Regions from separate parts of the Zea mays genome. Here region 2 is linked to region 1. Evidence: chromatin contacts called from public Hi-C data. All regions are on one chromosome and are shown on one strand. The core of a region is the stretch at or near the end of the contact, and the rest is flanking DNA. Distances in the headings are between cores, read along the strand shown. Region 1 has its middle 60 kb from the start of LOC100282086. Region 2 holds the start of LOC100127519 (ZCN8 protein).

Evidence for each region. Hi-C and Micro-C count contacts between places; a contact is called where the count stands out from the background.
Region 2: a Hi-C map of ear shows a contact between it and region 1, with 2.5 times the contacts expected there. The contact joins the promoter of LOC100127519 here to the enhancer-like site in region 1. A contact is called at or near these places in 4 of 25 Hi-C or Micro-C datasets (ear and leaf).

What each region holds. Positions count from the first base shown.
Region 1 is chr8:126,586,954-126,591,341 of Zm-B73-REFERENCE-NAM-5.0, reverse strand. No RefSeq gene overlaps it. Among protein-coding and RNA genes, the nearest start is that of LOC100282086, 60 kb to the left of the region's middle. Within about 2 kb of position 1,326, at least 12 of the 20 cell types and tissues checked have an H3K27ac peak or open chromatin away from gene starts, as enhancers often do. A contact at or near this core is called in ear and leaf, where this site is marked.
Region 2 is chr8:126,677,780-126,682,585 of Zm-B73-REFERENCE-NAM-5.0, reverse strand. LOC100127519 (ZCN8 protein) reads left to right here and starts at 2,150. Exons shown (of 4, transcript NM_001112776.1): 1 at 2,150-2,403; 2 at 2,607-2,668; 3 at 2,754-2,794; 4 at 3,494-3,898. The coding sequence starts at 2,209. The coding sequence ends at 3,723. It overlaps LOC103635847 (a long non-coding RNA gene), which reads right to left. Exons shown (of 5, transcript XR_004852027.1): 1 at 4,724-4,806; 2 at 4,499-4,553; 3 at 4,201-4,411; 4 at 825-862; 5 at 67-463.

The sequences.
Region 1 (4,388 bases), core at 77-2,576:
ACAATTTAATCCACCATGGTCAAAAGCGTTTCTCACTTCTTCATTGCTATCTTTGAGCCAGTCTATCAACTCTAAAAGGTTACCTCTGGTTAAAGAGGTAGAGGATTCATGATGTCCACAAAAAGCCATGCCTTGCCCTAAGAGATAACTTGAACATAGAAGAGTAGAACTCAAGCAGATTTGGTACAATTCTTCTGCTAGCTGTCTAGCACCAGCAACCACACTTGCCACACTTTATCTCTAATTTTTAAAATCATCGCATTTCTGAACACACTGATTGTGAGCACTACCTACACCACGAACATGTTGAGGCAGTGATTTATATGCATGTTTCCAGTCAGTCAATCCTTTTTTAGCAAACACATCATAGCTAAAGTGTTATGCCCTTCCAGGTTGCTTAAATAGGAAGCAATCAAAGCAAAATGCAGCTTCAGTAGATTCACTGTATTCTAGCCAATTATATTTCTTATACCAGTATAAGGAAAAGGCTCATAAATCACATCCAAATTGTGTAAAGGGAATATTCAAAGAAGGTTGTGTTGGGCCCTTCAATATATATGCCCTTCTAACTTGATCTTGAATTTCAATAGCATACTCATAAATTTTCTTTCTAAGAGCAGGATCACATATAATCTCATCTGGATTGAACTCAATATTACCCATGTTATTGTTTTGATGTGGATGAGGATCATCCCGAGTTCCTATAGCATTAGCAGGCACAGGTCCACTGCCATGGTTTCGTAGATGAACTAAGGATCGCCTCATTCTTGATTCATGAAATTCACAATAAAAATTCCCATCTCAAATCTTTGACACAAATAAGTTGACATTGCAAATGATCTATTTTTAATAAAGTTTATGCAAAAAAATCTACTATTATTTTTTACCTCAGTTTTACCCGACGACTTCGTCGACTTGCTGTGCTTGCATTTGCAGACTTTACAGCAGCCAGCAGCAACAGTGGTTTGTCGGCTCGGCCACAATCTCACGGTTCGCCAACGGCCACCTCCGAACAACCCACTGCCAATCTTGCCCAGCAGCCCAACATTTAGGTCTGATTTGGTGATTAGGGATCCCGAGGGGATCCATGGGGAGGAATTCCCTTGCAATTCAATTTTGAATAGTAAGAGAATTTTTTTCCCTGGGGATCACCAAGCACCAAATCAGCCCTTAGGTGGAATTGGGAGTGTCGCCGACTCACCGTCGAAACAACAAACAAGAGATGAATCGTTGTCAGGGGACAAAGAGCAGGCTGTAGCAAGGAGGCAAGGAGTTGTACGTCACGTGCATGTGTCCAATCCAACAAGCTAGGCTAATAGTCCATTCGTGGGCCATCTGTCATCGGGTTAGTGGGCTGTGATTTGGTTATTTGTTGGATCGTGGCTAGGCCTCCACTCTATGGCTGGCGGTTCTGCCTCTGTATTTTTGTATGTTTCACATTAAAATTGAATCCATACTCTACTACGCACATGCCTAAAGCCCAGGCGACTGCCCATGGTCACTGGGCGGTAAATCCACCCCTGACTACCATGAACAAATTCATTGCAAGTACATGCTCTTGTATGAACATAATCATGAATAATGAACTATCATAATCAAACTAGTATGAACATTGTCACACCCACTTTTAGAAGAGAAACCGAATGCGAACCATGTACGTGCCAGGATCAGAAACCCACGTACACAGCGATTACATACTTAGACATCATCACACAACGCTCGAAATAAATAGCGGAAAGGTACTTTAATTACATCAAGATGTCCAAGACATCCACAGAGTCTAATATATAACCATTGTCTTTAACATAAATATCAAAGTGCGGAGAAACGAAACGTAGATGATAAGCCTACACAGGCAACTGACTGGGGGTTTGCCACTAAGATAAACTAAAACTCGCCGTAATTCTGGAACTCCTCGAAGTACTCCATGTTGCCAGCATCACCTCCTGAGCACTGAGTACAATGGGGACAACTTGGGGTGAGGTGGTTTGTAAAGCAAGGGTGAGTACACATCAACGTACTCAGCAAATGTCCCGTTTGGCTGAGGTGGACTAGCTTTATGTGGGGTTAAGCTCAAGCAGTTGCTTTTAGTTGGTCAAGTATTTATTGTTATTAGTAGAGCCAAGTTTTAGTCATAAACCCAGTTATTACCCAAAAGTACTCCCTCAAAAGAGGAAAATACCAGAGATCAGTTTTATAACATCATTGTTAACCATCAACATAAAAGTATCCAAAGTTCTTCTAATCAAAGAGGATCCCTAGGCTACTCTTAACCGTGAGCTCAGCTGATATACCAGTTTCTAACACTCTGCACAGGTTGCACACTTTACCCATGAGTCGTGATCCCTTTCCAGCCTGGGTTGTACAGACCCGATCTTCACTACCGAGGTGAATGGCCAGGGATACACTACGTAGCCTTTACAAAGACTCCCCTAGTGCATAGCTGCTCGTTAGGTTTCGCCAGTTGTACAAACGCAGTACACCTCCCCAAGGTGGGTGACTAACAAAACCAAATCGAATGAACCTCTGCACCCCCCTTGGCAGAGCGAGCACTACGCCCCGGCCCCAATTGACGGCCCTCAGGCAAAGCCAACTACACCCCCAGGTTCATCTAATTATTCAGCTAAGGGCGTCCCATTCCACCCTCATGGTTGCACTGTTATCCCGGGTGGTCACTCCACGAACAGGTCCTTACGGAGAGGTACTCAGGAAAAAGGCCTGAGCCCCTAAAGTATCACAAGATCATCAGCATAATCAAGATAACAATATCGTATCATAAATGTTCACATCATGTTCATTGATTAAAGTAAAGCAAAAGCAAGATGCTAACCATGATTACCCAAAAGGTAAACAAGGATAACGTAAATACAAAGCTAGTCAATCCTTAGGTTTCATAAAGTAATGCGGGACAGTGAATTATAGAGTATGTAGGACATGATAGGTCAGATGACACTTTCCTTCACCAGGTTGTTGCTGAGAGAGGTCTCCAACAACACACTTGGGAACGTCGGGCTGCTCGTTGTCTAAATAAAGCGAGCATGCATTCAATACATTTGGAAAGTACAAATGAACAACACACCAAACATGTACAAACATATGAATACATCTTAAAAAGACACAATACTAAATAAGGAATAATGAGATCAAAGTATAACATGAACTATAACATAAACTAATTTTCGTTTAGAAATAGATTATTCTTTAAGTGTTGTCCATGATTACACAACCTAGTTCCATTTATTTTACTGTGACCTAAAAGTTAGACCAGAGATAAATTCATGTAATACACATTATTAATCTTCACAAGATTAAATACACTTTAATCTCTAGGGTTTTCCTTTTATTTATTTTATTAAATAAATAAATCTAGACCTATACTAGTTCATAATTAACCATAAAAATTAGAATGTGCAGACAGTAACTGAAACTAATTTATTTAAACAGAGAATAATCCTATGAATATTTTGCAATTTGAATCACTAATTTGGAGTTCATTTGAAAAAGATATGAAATAAACAAGTTTGAGAATTCAAAATATGAAATAGGTCTAATTCTATGAATATTTAAAAGTCCGGGGTTCAATCTGCAAGATTACAGGGGCCTACCCGCGAAAACCAGGGACGGCGGGTTGATTCTAAACAAACCGAGGGTCTCTTTAATAAAACTATCGCACGAAAGGGTATCAAGCGATTTAAACCGTTAGATCAGAAACCGACGACCGAGATTAGATCCGCGGCCAAGGGCGCGGGGGGGGGGGGGGGGGGCGAGCGCTGACAGGCGGGCCAGGGGGTGTCAGCGACTGAGGGGGAGGGCGCACTGACCGATCGGGCCCAATGCTAGGGGACACGGGCGCTGACAGGCGGGCCAGGGGCGCAGGGCGTGCGTGCGTGAAGCGGTATCCCGCGATCTGGGCCGTGCGATCAAGATCGGACGGGGGAGATCAAACCGGGGGAGGGTGAACGACTACGGGCGGCGCAACTCCTCCTCGCGACGGTGAAGTCGCCGGAGTTGGGGCAGGCGCGTGCTAGGGTGGTTCCGGGGTCACCGGGGTGGGTCAGAGAGGGGGAGAACGACACGACAAACTTAGTGGCGGGGTTGTGGCCACGAATCCGAGGTCAGAGAGGGGGGAATGGCGGGGAAAATGCCTCGGGCGGGCTAGAGGAACTCCGGTGAGGGATTCCGGCCGCGGGGAGAGGGCTTGAGGCGCGCTAAGGCCTGGGATAGCTTCAGCAGAGGGAGGGGGTACCATAGGGACCAACGCGGGGGCACTGGACCGGGCTAATTTGGCCGGTCATCGCGCGGGCACGGCGGACCGCCACGGCCGAACTCCGGCGAAGCCGAAATTGGCCGACGACAAAGCAAAATTGGGGAAACTGAGCACGGACATG
Region 2 (4,806 bases), core at 901-3,400, 90 kb before region 1:
CCGCTGTGGCTTTGCCCGCCAATAATGTAGAAGCATCGCACAGACCTGACAGCCACAGTCCGCGCCGCAGGAATGCTGGCAAACAACACCAGCGGATTACATTACATATACTTCCATTACGAGAGGAGGCATTGTTACTCCAGTAAAATCATATACTTTCATTACAAGTCCAGCGACACATGATCCTGACGATGGCTATCTAGACGACCAGCATGTGCAAGAAAACCTACACCAGGCTATGTACATTCCATTCCATTCGAGCAAAACAGAGAATCACAAGGGCAGGCGAATATCGTCCACTCAGTAAAGATATACAAAAGCAGTGTTCCGAGTGTTCTCGTATTGGATCGCGTGCCTTTTGCGAACATTTTTTTGTTATCTCCGGGGAAGATATGCTTCTTCTTTTCTCATGTTTAATATTGACCGAGGAGTACGGAGCGCACCGCTCCTTCGGCTTCAGCATCTGGCAAAAATAAAATAAAATAATAAATAAATCAGATATTATCCCCAGTCACTCGACCATACCCACAGAAAAGTGTCATAGGACGACTCGACAGAGAGTAAAAAGCTTCTAAGGTATATATTCACATTTACCCGCCCCCCCCATGTGACCAAGGAACATCTGGATCGTACTTTGCTAGCGAGAGGGACAGACTAGAATCCTTATCGAGTTATCATGGAATGAAGAAAAAGCTCTAGTCATCTTCCAGTGTGCGCCCAGGAAACCGTGTGTAAACCAAATCTGAATCTGTCGATACAGATAAGTCATCCTACGGATGTAGCTCACTAGGTGAACCTAATGCATCATGAGAAATAAAAATTACCATGCGGGCATGTTTGCCTCCTGCTGGACTCCATAACACTACACTACACAGAGAAATATAAATCAAGTCAGCCAGGGAACAAATGTATATATAGTAATTCCATAATATTATGCCGCAGTACATGTTCAAACAAACCCGAGAAAAAAACACACATCGAAGAAGAAGAAAAAAAAATCATATGCAACTGAAGAAATAGAAACCCACCAAAGACCAAGGATCAGATTCAGTCTGACACCAACTACCTTAGACATTTGGCGAAACTTTGCGTAGAACAAAACAAAGGGTTCAAAAATTCTAAGGGAGTTTGCTCGTAAGGTGACATCTAAAATTGCATTTAACCTGCTTCAACAAGAGTACTAGATACTCTCCCTGTCAGAAGCAAGTCTCCCCTTGTAAATGATGTTAAGACGCCATGGCTCACCGCCTTGCTACCCAGTACCCACTACCCAATCCAGCCACCCAGGCCTTCCTGGTCTAAACTCAAGTAATTCAGCTGTAATTTTTTTTCCTATTCTTACTTTGCGACATCTGCAATTTCTGAATTCAAATGAAGAAACAACACCCATGCAACAAATAGACCACAAAGAAGGCAGTAACTAGTATCGAACTAGCTCAGATTTGAAGTACTTGCACAGAACAAAAGAAAAGGCTCCAGCCATTCCTTCGGTAATAACAGAAGAGTCATGTCCCTTCCATGACGAGAACTACCTCATCAGCATCAGCTGAAGATTCCACTTATTCATGGTGTTAATGCACCCAACCTCACAATCACAGCCTTGCAAATGCGACGTGTTTCGTTATTCCTACTGTGATTTATCTGTGATCCCTAGGTTTAAATGGTATAAGTCCATAGATCTTCTGTACAGCATGTGGGTTCTCAACAAGTGGAAATACAGCTCAACGCCAGTGTATGGCGTTTACTTGGAAGAACATGCACTGAGTATGCAGCACAAATTTTCAGACTAGACTAGAAGAGGGAAATGTCGAACCTGATATGCTCTTGCAAGGAAAACAAAACGTACTAAAATGCACCTCATTGTTCACACCACTACAGCTGGTTGCACTAAAGCTGCCAGTGGTTTACATGCTTTTATTACTCCAGCAAACCCCAGCAATGTTAATAACTAAGTTGCTAAAGCATATATGCAACCTGAAACACCACAGAGATCATGATTTGGCAAAGAAGCACAATTCAGCTATCTGGGTGACGTATGACATGACAATGGTATCTCAAATGCTAGAAGTTGAATAAGACAGCCTTCCTCAACTCCAGTATAAATAGTTCATGCTCAGACTGCAGCTTCCTCAGTCCCATAGGGAGGAAGTTGAGAGTTCTAATAAGAGCAACGGCCAATACCATTAGCGAGTTATTTTTCTGCAATATATGTCAGCAACCGATCATTTGGTTATGGCTCGTGTCATACAGGATGTATTGGATCCCTTTACACCAACCATTCCACTAAGAATAACGTACAACAATAGGCTACTTCTGCCAAGTGCTGAGCTAAAGCCATCCGCGGTTGTAAGTAAACCACGAGTCGATATCGGTGGCAGTGACATGAGGGCTTTCTACACCCTGGTAAGCCAAGCAATTTACAGATAATGATACCATTTTGGAGAATTTATGCCAATTCATTTGGTATGTTACACATAAAAGTATTATGCACTTTGTAATGGATTTATCAATATTAGTTTGAACAAATTTAATAAGAACAAAATGCCTAAATCTTGCAGTATATAAACATGTATATATGCTAACTTGTTTGTCTTCGACTTGAAAAGGTACTGATTGACCCGGATGCCCCAAGTCCAAGCCATCCATCACTAAGGGAGTACTTGCACTGGTAAAAAAAGCGCAATATGTTCCACTTCCTAGATTTGGTTCTTTTTCGCTTTGCCTTATTATGATATTGGTCCACTATTGTGTAGGATGGTGACAGATATTCCAGAAACAACTAGTGTCAACTTTGGTAAGAATGCATATAGTTATCTGTCATTCCATTGTGTTTCTGCTGAATATAGTATCTGTGGAGCTTAGGTTGTAGTCTCTTCTTGCTTCTCAGACCTATTGGCTACCATTGAACTGATGCAGATAAGGATGCAATTAATACATGAAATCAGCAACCATAGGCTGAATGCTAGACCAACTTGTTAGGTGAATGCAATATGGCAGCTTACCGCTTACATGCATAGTAATATCATGAAATCCACTAACTTAGTACCATAACTAAAGAAGCAATCTGGTAGAACTCACTTTCAATCCAGCCCATTACTAGAGACTGGATTATCGATATTAAACACAAACAAGTATTTAACAGTGTAATAAACTGGTATACGTATGATTCACAGTGCCCCTGTTTGTTCTTTAATTGGTTGGTAACCTTGAGGTGTCAATTTCAGCAGAACTAAGGTTCATTTACAGTTGCCATACTAAAGTTACTCAAGTACACTTTTTAGTTTACATAGTTTTTTCATACTCGATTTTACCTGAGACTTTGAAACCGATATTGGAAACAAAGCAGCCATTAATTTTGTCAAACAAGAGGAGCTATATTTAAAGGCTTCTCTTTGTCTAAATTGAAAGAATTAAAAACAATAAATGACGACGCTTCCACATACTTCAGTGCTCCTTGAACTATTCAGTATATAATGTCAGGATGCTCTCGCAGGCCAAGAGCTAATATTTTATGAGAGGCCGGACCCAAGATCTGGCATCCACAGGCTGGTATTTGTGCTGTTCCGTCAACTTGGCAGGGGGACAGTTTTTGCACCAGAAATGCGCCACAACTTCAACTGCAGAAGCTTTGCACGGCAATATCACCTCAGCATTGCCACCGCTACATATTTCAACTGTCAAAGGGAAGGTGGATCCGGCGGAAGAAGGTTTAGGGAAGAGTAGAAACCATAGGCCACTGCATGGTCACACTATAGAAATATCATCAATAATGTGCACTATATTGAATCAATGCACCACCTCTATATGCTGAATGTTATGTATCTCAAACTATGATTGTACTGACTTGAAAGGTTGAGAGCTTAGTCTCTTAGCAGAATATAGCACAATATTACTAGTATGTTCCATGATTAATCAGACAAAGTATTCTCCTTGGAGAAGCAAGTACAGTCTCAGGATCTTACTAGAGTACCTGCTTGTTTCAACAGGTATTAAACAAACTCAGCAGTCTGAATTATCCAAAGTATATTTCATGGAAAACAATCACAGCATCACATAGTGTATATTATTCCTTGCTCCAATCAGAAGAGCACATTATACCTTATTCACATTCAAAGTATTGTGCCCCAGTTGCTTAGAAAGTAGTCAACAAGACGCTATAAAGCATTACAAATTCTCAGAATTAACTTACAGCAGAATCACCTTGGAGAGGAAACTAATCACTTCTTCTCAAGATGGCACACCTCCACCAATTCCCATGACTCCAAGCTTATATCTATGGCATCCTTCTATAAAGCACAAGCTCAGTGATATCAAACTCTATTCCACAGATATCCTTGATCAGCTCATCTATCTTCTTCTTTGCCTCCTCATCAATTCATCATCATCATCTGTAAAGTCTCCATATAAGAGTCTGACGTGCGGCAACCAAGTGTCAGTACTAAGTAGTCAATAGCATGTGATTTTTCACTCAGGAACAGAATTCAGCTGGTACACTCACGAGTTTTTCTCCTATAACCGAAGTCGGCACAGCAGTGATCGCTCGCTCCCACCTCCTAACAAAATTCAGATAATTTGATATAAGAGAGCCAAATGATCCCAATGCACAAGCACAATACAATACTGCATCAGCATTTCCTCTGGATTTCAAACCTGCTGGAAGTTTGAAACTCGGAGCAAAACAAACTTAACTACGGAACTAGTACGAGGAGAAGAGATGCTTAACCTCGGGGGTGGGCTCCAGAAGGAGGTAGACGCACACGCACTGGTAGAAGAAGCTGCCACGGGCAAGCCCCGTAACACGGACTG